Linked DNA regions of Columba livia: region 2 is linked to region 1. The links are chromatin contacts, called in public Hi-C maps. All regions are on one chromosome and are shown on one strand. The core of a region is the stretch at or near the end of the contact, and the rest is flanking DNA. Distances in the headings are between cores, read along the strand shown. Region 1 overlaps LOC110360456 (a long non-coding RNA gene). Region 2 overlaps LOC110360456 (a long non-coding RNA gene).

Region 1 (4,751 bases), core at 881-3,380:
GCTGCCCACACTGCCTGCCCTGCCCGCACTGCCCACGCTGCCCACACTGCCTGCGCTGCCCGCACTGCCTGTGCTGCCCGCACTGCCTGTGCTGCCCACACTGCCTGCCCTGCCCGCACTGCCTGTGCTGCCCACACTGCCTGTGCTGCCCACACTGCCTGCGCTGCCCACACTGCCTGCGCTGCCCACACTGCCTGCGCTGCCCACACTGCCTGCGCTGCCCGCACTGCCTGTGCTGCCCACACTGCCTGCCCTGCCCGCACTGCCCACGCTGCCCACACTGCCTGCGCTGCCCGCACTGCCTGTGCTGCCCGCACTGCATGTGCTGCCCACACTGCCTGCCCTGCCCGCACTGCCTGCCCTGCCCGCGCTGCCCACACTGCCTGCCTTGCCCACGCTGCCTGCCCTGCCCGCACTGCCCACACTGCCCACGCTGCCTGCCTTGCCCACACTGCCTGCCCTGCCCGCACTCAGCCTGGGGAACCTTCACTCCACTCCTCCCTCTGCAGCCACAACAAATCCTCCTCCACCGCATTAGCCCAGCATTATCTTATCAAACAGGGTGAGGGGGAAACAATATTGATCATTTTCTCTGATTTCAAAAAGAGGGTGAAGGGGGAAAAAAGAGAAAAAAAAAAAAAAAAAAAGAAAGAAAACCCCAAGACGGGAAAAGCAGACAAAGAGAGGTTAAGCCAAACCACAGAGCAACAAAGGAGGAAAAACAGGTGGAAGACGGCAATTGTTTTCTGAACCCCAGCTAAGCGGAGAATTGAAACAAGGGAAGCACCGCGAGAGGACCGGGGATGAAAGGGAAGTGGTCAGAAACAGAAGGGCTATATAAGTCTGAAAATGGCTAGAAAGAACAAGGGGGAAAGGAGAGCAGAAGGGAAACCTCTGATGTTGGCAGGAAATGTTGTGATTCTAAAGATGAAACAACTTGTGGGGAAAGAAACTGGGAAAAAATACCCCTGTGTATTTCCCAGGGTGAGCGGAGCAGCAAATGAAGTGCAGAGGAGCCGGCAGCTGGACCGCGCCAGGCAGCAAAGAGCCGTGCAGCGTCCTCTGAAGGAGGATTCATTGTTAGAAAATGACATCCTTTCATAATACCCATCTTTTTCAAAGCTTGCTCCAGCTGCAGCTGCAGATGTGGCTTAAAAACCTGAGCAGGAGGCCCAATCCCCTATGGCAAGACTATATATTCTACGACCGTAATATTATTGCCATAAAGGGAATGGGAGAGATGGGGCTGGAGAGATAGTTAAAACTTCCAAACTCATTCAAGACAAGTAATAAGGGACATACAAGGAGTTTAGGAGAAGAAACATGATGGCTTTCTTATCTATGGAATTATTCTAGAAATGTTTATCATGTATATTTTCACTGTCCCCTAGTACGCTGGGGCTTTAACTCCTTTGGACAGACGCCAGCGCATCAGGAAAAAAGTGCTGGGGAGAGGGAAGGAACACATTTACCAGAAAAAAACTGCATTCCTTCCAACCTTTCTGCAGCTTCTTAAAAAAATACAAAAAGCCTCCTTCAAACTGCTCAGTGCCATTCCAATTTCCTGTGTAGACCTGAATATTAGGATATGTTTTTCTGTGTCTCCTAAGTTTCCCAAGTTACCTAATGCACACTCAGCATGAAGCATTTTTAAATGAGTTAGTCTTTATTGAATTATGATTTCCAGCAGTCACTAATAACAAAATTCAAATTGCTCCAGCAGACGAGGATTTTAAGAATGCTGAGAAGAAACTGAGTTTTTAAGAGACTCTAGAAGAGCCACCCACTGCTTGTGTATAGTAACCGTGAGCCTCTTGACGAAATACTTCAAATAGTTAATTAGATTTGCTAAAAAAAAATAAAAATCAGTGATTAGGAGTTCCCACTCTGGGAGACACTGGATAAAGGCTGTTACTGGTGCACCAACGGCTTCATCAAAAGTAAAGCTACAAAAATTGTTTTAAAATAAACTTTCACGTTTTCCTCACACTGTTCCTGCAGTAGGCACAACGCAATTAACAACACATCCAAAGGGGAGAGAGGAACTTTTATTCCATTAGGACTTCTTTTGTACCTCGGGAATTTCTTCAAGCTGCTAAAAAGGCATTTTTCAAGCAAGGAATAATAGGGAGGCGCGGGGCCTATCTGCGGTCCACGAGGCTGAGAACCGCAGATCACCTGCAAACTGAATTTGTTCTATTTTGTTAACCATTTATTTTGTCTTTACTGGCTGTTCAAAGGGAAGTGTGATAATCCCACTGTTCCTCACTTGCTCAGCAGGGAGTTTAATCTAATAAAGCTATTACAGCAGAATGGATTAAAGCAACGTGAAGCATTAGTAATTTGAGGAGCAGTTAAAGAATGTTAACGCTGAGACTCGGCGCGTATTCTCCTAAAAACACCATCGCAGAGATGAAAGCAGAGCTCCTACTCAATATGTCATTTTTCAGGCACAAAATTTAATTCTTTCAGCGTCCTCGTCCAGATGTTTAGAGCGAGGAGCAGGAGGCTGGCCATTATTTCACAACTGCTGAAACCAGAGGCTGCCCGGAACGGCCATGCTTTAGCTTACCCTAGTTTTGATTAATGCCTATGTTCTAATATCATCCTTTTTAGGAAGAAAGATATGTGAGCGAAGTCATCTGACACGGCATATTAGGATGAGATGTAGTATTAAAAGCCAAGGGACTCGATAACGTTCCCCGTCGTTCCCCCTGCGCGGGCAGGGTTTGGCTCCTGCACCACGTCCCCATTCCAAACACACAAACCACAGCGGTTTCGGCAGCAGACAACCTGAGAGCTTCCTGTGCCAAATCTGCCCATGACAGCCCAAAGCAAAGATGTTAATTAGTAACTGACAATTACAAGCAGGACTCAGGCTGCCTCCCCTGAGGACGCAGAACGGATGATGCTGCATCCCCGTCATGAGCCAGGAATGGCAGCAGCACGGCCAGGGGACTGCGGCACCGGGTCCCGCTGAGATGGAGCAAAGCAAACAACAAAGCGGCAGTGCACTGCGCACAGATTTTAAGTACAGTATACACTTATTTTTCTGCACAAGGTCTTTAACACATTATTTGCCTTACTGTGAAATCAAGCTTTTGGGGGCAAGAATGCAATTAAAACCCCAAACCCACTGCAGATTCCTGGATTCTTTATCAGTGTTGTCCCAGTCAGGAAAGTCCTCATCACACATTTTGTCGGTATATAATACAGTTTGAGGATATCGGACAGGCTCGGGGTGACTCCTGTTCTGAGCCTGGTCACATGCCGGTGTTTTAAGGAAGGGATACACTTCAAAAGCTGAACAGCACACGATTGCCACAAAGCCTTAAGACAAATTATACAGAAAACACATTTTTTTCCTCACATTGTTCAGAGATGCTCCTGCTCAGTCCTGGTGTCAGAGCTGCCCTGGCTCTCCCAGAAGAGCTCACAAGAACAGAGGGAAAAGACATAATGGGATCAGTTGTGCACTGGACACATGGAGTCTTGGGGGAGGAAAAACCCGAACTCCACGTCATTTCCAAAGGCCACCAGTATGGTTAGAGCCAGGAACCACTGCACAAATTTACGTCTGAACTTGAAAAGAAGAAGAATAAGCATTTGGAGTCAAGAACATAGTCCCCCTTTATGCCTCAGTGCTGGCAAGGACAAGTGCATCTCTGAGAGAAATCCAGACGATCTCACCTCCTGAGCAGCACTGCAAACTGCAGTAGGATGTAGGTTCCATTTGGTACCTGACTGGTGCTTAAAGAGCAAAGTGTGTGTGTGTATATATATATGCCTATAATATAAACTGTAACACAGCCCAGTCTGCAGCAGCACTTGCAGAGGCAGAGGAGCTTCCAGAGGCACTGCCCCGGCCCAGCGCCAGCCCGGCAGCACAGTGGGGCCAGGCATGGGACACAGCGTCCCAGGGACAGGACATGGTTGTGACTGTCCTAGGATCGGGACACAGCTATCCCAGGGATGGGACATGGCTGTGGCTTTCCCAGGAGCAGGACACGGCTGTCCCAGGGCTTGGGGTACAGGAGGACTGGCGGTACAGGAGGGCTGGTGGTCCCAGGAGCCCCTGCAGCCACAACCCCTTCTCTGGGGGAGGTCCTGCCAGGCAGCTTCCACCATCCGCTGCCTCCCTTCGCCACAATAAACACTTCTCTACACATGGGAAATGGGAACCCCTCCTACCTGACAGTCCACACGCGCAGTGGTCTCCTACAGAAAACTAACGGCTAAAATAGGGAAGATGGTAATTATTTTGAAAAGCTGGGAAGCGAGCGAGTAAATAACAGTGAGGCGTGGGAGGTGCTGCCCGGGGCTGGCACAACAACCTGTCATGGGATGGGAACTCACAAACCCGCCCAAGCCACCGGCACTGCTGTTCATGCCATAGATGTGGAAATGCAGATTAGCGCATTCAAAATTCCTCTTCAGATGCTCTCTATTACATTTCCTATGAAAAAAAAAAACTACATGCTGACATATGCAATGATACATAGCAGCAGCATTATTTCTAGGAAATCCGTGGGGAAACTTGGAAACCGGACTTGAAGCATGAAAGTAGCTGGCAGCTTAACTATGAAAAAAATCTATTGCCTCGACATGATGCAAGTTCCTCCACTTAATCCAGTCACTGGTTAATTTGTTTCTTTGTTTAATATGATAGAAACCCTGGGGATCAAATCATTCATAATAAAATTATATTAGTACTTTATTTTTGTCATTTCTGATTGCTCTGAGCAAGTGTT
Region 2 (4,530 bases), core at 24-2,523, 40 kb after region 1:
TATTTTAATCTAAAAATAATTTGAAACATGTTTATTTTTAAAAACTTTTACCCTCCCAAATATAATGTTTAAAAGAAAGCAACCTTAAGCATTAATACAGAGTAAGTAATTGCTGCTGCTTTTGTTGCAGATAAATCACTTTTAACCTAATTTTTTTTAAAAAAAAGATCAAAAGAATATTAATCTGCTGGCCAGGGAGCAAAAGGACATTCCCAGACATTAACTATTTTCCAAATATGAAAAGCATATTAAATATCTCTTAAAACAAGATGTTTTCCTCATGTTTCCTTTGGGGAAAACCTACAGGGCGCGTTCCTCCCCCAGCAAGGCTCAGGCACCACCAGCCGGGGCAGCCCCGCCAGGCGCCGGCACCACCACTCACCAAGCACCGCACCCAGCCCCGGGGACACCCTCCAGTGCTGAGACACCCCTGGGGACACCCAGGCAGCATCGCCACACAAGGCGTCCACACCACCTCCCCTGTCACCAGCCCTGCACCAATAACCACAGCACAGGCCTGGTTTATATGCGAATTCTGCACTGGAAATTGTCCTGATTCTGCAAATTGATTTTTCCCCAAGCACACACCCGTCCAGCTGTCACCACAGCTCACCACACACAGATTTTGCTTTTATTTCATCATGACCTGCGAATTCTGTTGCAATTGGATCAGAGAGATACACTTGTGCAGTGTAAGGAAATACGATCGAGGTGAGTCCCAAATGAGATCCAGTGAAGCTGCTTTTCCTTGGGCCAGGTCGGCCCAGGCTGGCAGGGCAGCCCAGCGCTGTCAGTCTCCTCATTCCCCACCCGGTGAGAGCAGAAACCTGAGTCAGGGGAAGGCGCTGCCTCGGGCACACAACCAACAGTAGCAAAGCAGCATTACACCCACGATGTGGATTTGTTACCAGGACAAAAATAAGTGGGGGAAATGATGCTCAGTGCTGCGTACTGGCCACAAAGAAAAGACCATCAAAAGCATCACTTCTCCCAGAGATTTTTCATCCCCTCTCCCCTCCAAAGGCTTTTTAATGATTTAAAGACACATCAAGAAAATACAGCAGCTTTCTTCCAGTCCAGGAGTGCGCTACCAGTCCAGCCTTCTCCACCCACAGCGGGGCACACCGGGTACCAGCCGCAGGGATGTCGTATGTGCGATGCCACCAGCTGTGTCTGATACTTGAATGCCCACTTTCCTCAATCGTGGGTGCAGTGTTCCTAATGCACAGAGGTGATCTCAATAAACCCCGCAGGCTCCCCACGCACAGCCACGGGACACAGCACCTCCGCGGCGAGGCTGCTCCCAGCTCCTCAAACCCCGCTGCCTAAAAGGACAGGGATGACTCTGTTCTCCAGCAATAAAGGCTTCTCAGCTTCTCAGTGACTCCTTCTCCCCACTCCCCCCAGCAGCAGGATGGACCCATGGCCAGGGAAGGCTGCTGAGCAACAGCCAAATCTACTGCTGGGTTTGGTTTGTGTATTTATTTCTAACTGAAGCCAGTCACCCTAATTACTTTTAAAGCATGTGAATTCTGGTCACATGAATTAGACTCTTCTGTCAAAGTAATTTTCCTGAAAGAGCTGTTTCTCTGGAATAGGCTTCTCATCTGCTAATCCACCAGAGCTACAGCCACTGGCCTTCCCAAAACAAAAGAATAAGATTTTTTTTTCTTCTCAGATACACAAGGTAGAATTGTATTAGTATTTAGTGTACATGTATGATTAGAATAACTGAAATAATAGCTTATTTGTGAAAAAACTGACATAAAACCAATACCCATGACCTCAGAGGATAGGGTAGATGCCTTTTAGCAAGGAGCATTTTAAAAGTCCCTCACTTTTTCAATCTAGTTTCTTCTTCCTACCTCCCCAGTATCTTTTGTTTTTAAAACAGAATAGCAATAGTATTTGAACTGTGACCAACTCCTAATGAATTAGGATTTTGAATGTTCATCATCCTTCATAAGAAAAAATTCCCATATATCCCAGTAATAAACAGCACATAAAGCACAATGCATAATGAAAATACTGTTGGAAAGTTGATAAATAACAAACTTTAAAATATTTTAATGTTAAATATATGATGATGCTCTATTTCCCTGCACTTTGTCAAAGCAAATTTAAGTGAGGATTTGTAAAACGACGCTGCTCACTACCTCTCACCAATATGGTAGCACACGGCACGTTCCAGATGTTAAAAATCCTGTTAAGCTGGAATTACACCCCCAGACTTACCTGCCAGCTCCCAAGTGCCAGGCTCTACAGGTGGCAGCGCTGCTGGCACTCGTGTCAGGCCAGAGGAACAGAACACAGCGGGTCCCTCAGCCCAGGGGGTTCCGGCTCAGCGGTGGCCGCGGGGCTCCCTCTGCACCCTCCACACGTCCCAGCTGGGCCCTGACAGGACTGACAACACCTGTGAGATGTTTGGGGTGGCAGCAGCAGAACCCAGCAGCACCCGTCCTGACCAGCACTGCCTGCTCCACTGGAATGCACACCCTGCTCGGAGCTGGAACACCACAAAAGGAACCTACAGCAATTATTACTGTGTTCTGATGCACTGCTAGATTGATGCTCATCAAACGGAAGATACACAGTCTAAAATCATTTTCAAAACATTAGAAGAAGAAAAAAAATATTTAATATATTTATTCCAACTTCTGTTGGACAAAAATACTTCAGACTGTACCCACAGCTGACTGTTCATGGGTGTGTCTACACCACTGCTGATACTGACAGACCTGTCACGTTCAAAATTCCTGCATAATTGATACAGTAAAAAACAAAGAAAGAAAACAAATAAGTGAGGCTTCCCTCCAACCTTCCTTTCCTGTGAAAGAGATGGTTATCCCTGCTCCAGCAGGACTTCGATAAGCACAAGCAGAATGTCCACAGGCTGCAGTTTTTCATTTTCCTCTTGGCTGATCTACAGCTAAGCTGCCAAAATAAACAAACTTACCCTTCCAGTCAGGCTCAAAATGAACCAGCAAACTGAATTTTTATGTCATAAAAGGAAGCAAAAAAAAAAGCAGGAACAGTTAAAATGCTTAAAATATCAACACTTTTTTTCCAGGAGGAAAACAAATTTATGAAGACAAGCTATTAAGTGATGATTTCAGATGCTAATTACACAGTCCTCAATGTATCCACCACAGTATCACCATCACAGTCTCCTTTCTGAAGTCTAAGAAGAGAGAAAGTTTGGCCGCATGGCATCGGGGAATAAAAAACAGACTTTTTAGGTCAGAAGAGGAAGAAGCACATATTTTGACAGCTACCTCATCTAACTCATTCTTAGCAGAGAAACAGCTTCATTAAAGTACATGGCTTTTGAGTGATATTCCTGCTGCCCAGTGAAAGCTCCGGACACAGCCTGGGGAGGGACCTGCTGTCTCCGGAGCTGCAGGGGTGTCCCAAGGTCACCTGCATGGCCAAGAGCCAGCTCAACTATTAGGAGACACCAAGTTTTCTCCTTAGGATTAATTTCTAGACCAAATCTGAATTCCTGATTAAATTATTAAATATTTTATTGTGCATTGCAGACCTGAAAGGTGAACTTTTCTAAAATGCTGAGAACAGAGCAAGCAAAATGAAGATGGCGCAGATCTGAAGACTCCCACAATCGCCCCCCAGCACATCTGGGTGTTATCTGGGCACGGTTCTGCCTGCCAGGCCAGGAATCGCAGCCAAGCTGTGAGGTGCAGCACAGCATCTGCAGCTCCCCCAGCACCACCACACTGCTCACCGCGTCCTGCACACACAAACCACTCCAAATGCTTCACGGAACCAGTCGTGTACTGACTCATGCAAGAGATTTCTCTGACCACTTGGTTCATTAAAAAAAAAAAAATAATTACGTCATGCTAACTACTTGCTCTTCAGAGGCGCAGTCCCCACCAGGTGAGGCTCAGCTGAGCACTGCAGGAACCCGCAGCCCATGGAGCACAACAGCTCCGTGGATCTGGCCACATGCTGGGGAGCAGCGGGGGTCACTTCAGAGTTCATTACACCAGCCCAAACCCCACACCTGCAGGGAGGCAGCTTTCCATCAGCTCCGCAGTAAGGAAACGTCCTTCCCTCCCTTCCCTGGGAAACAGAAGGTGCAAGCCTCACCTAAGGTATTGCCAGCTCATGCTTTAGGATGACTGTTTCAACTGAAATGTTTGTAGGGGAACACCGCAAAGGAAAACACTGGTATCTACTCAAACTGCTCTGATCTATTGAGCAGTTATAATATAAATTATACAAGTAACTGGTACCTGTGCATAGGACAGCAGACCTGGAGATTGAAATTCTTTGGTTTCACTTACACCTGTGCACTATCCCCCATGCCCTCCCCAGAAAAAGGCACAGAACATTTCCAGGTTTGTGAGCAACCCTGCAGTATGTGCTAAAATAAAAGACAAGCATGAATGTTCACAACTTGCTTTTTTCTGCTCGCAAGATTCATTTCACGGAAGTTTATAGCAGCCCTCTTTTTTCAAGATAAAAACACACCGCAGGCTTCTTACAGAAGCTGTAACTGCGTCCCCA

Evidence for each region. A called contact is a pair of places that touch in the nucleus more often than the background predicts.
Region 2: a Hi-C map of crop shows a contact between it and region 1, with 2.3 times the contacts expected there. The contact joins two enhancer-like sites. A contact is called at or near these places in 2 of 2 Hi-C or Micro-C datasets (crop and liver).

The regions. Positions count from the first base shown.
Region 1 is chr13:5,687,346-5,692,096 of bColLiv1.pat.W.v2, forward strand. The region is part of intron 2 of LOC110360456 (a long non-coding RNA gene); the gene reads right to left. Among named protein-coding and RNA genes, the nearest start is that of PSMD7, 60 kb to the right of the region's middle. Within about 2 kb of position 2,131, at least 1 of the 3 cell types and tissues checked has an H3K27ac peak away from gene starts, as active enhancers do.
Region 2 is chr13:5,728,393-5,732,922 of bColLiv1.pat.W.v2, forward strand. All of the region lies in intron 2 of LOC110360456 (a long non-coding RNA gene), which reads right to left. Among named protein-coding and RNA genes, the nearest start is that of PSMD7, 19 kb to the right of the region's middle. Within about 2 kb of position 1,274, at least 1 of the 3 cell types and tissues checked has an H3K27ac peak away from gene starts, as active enhancers do.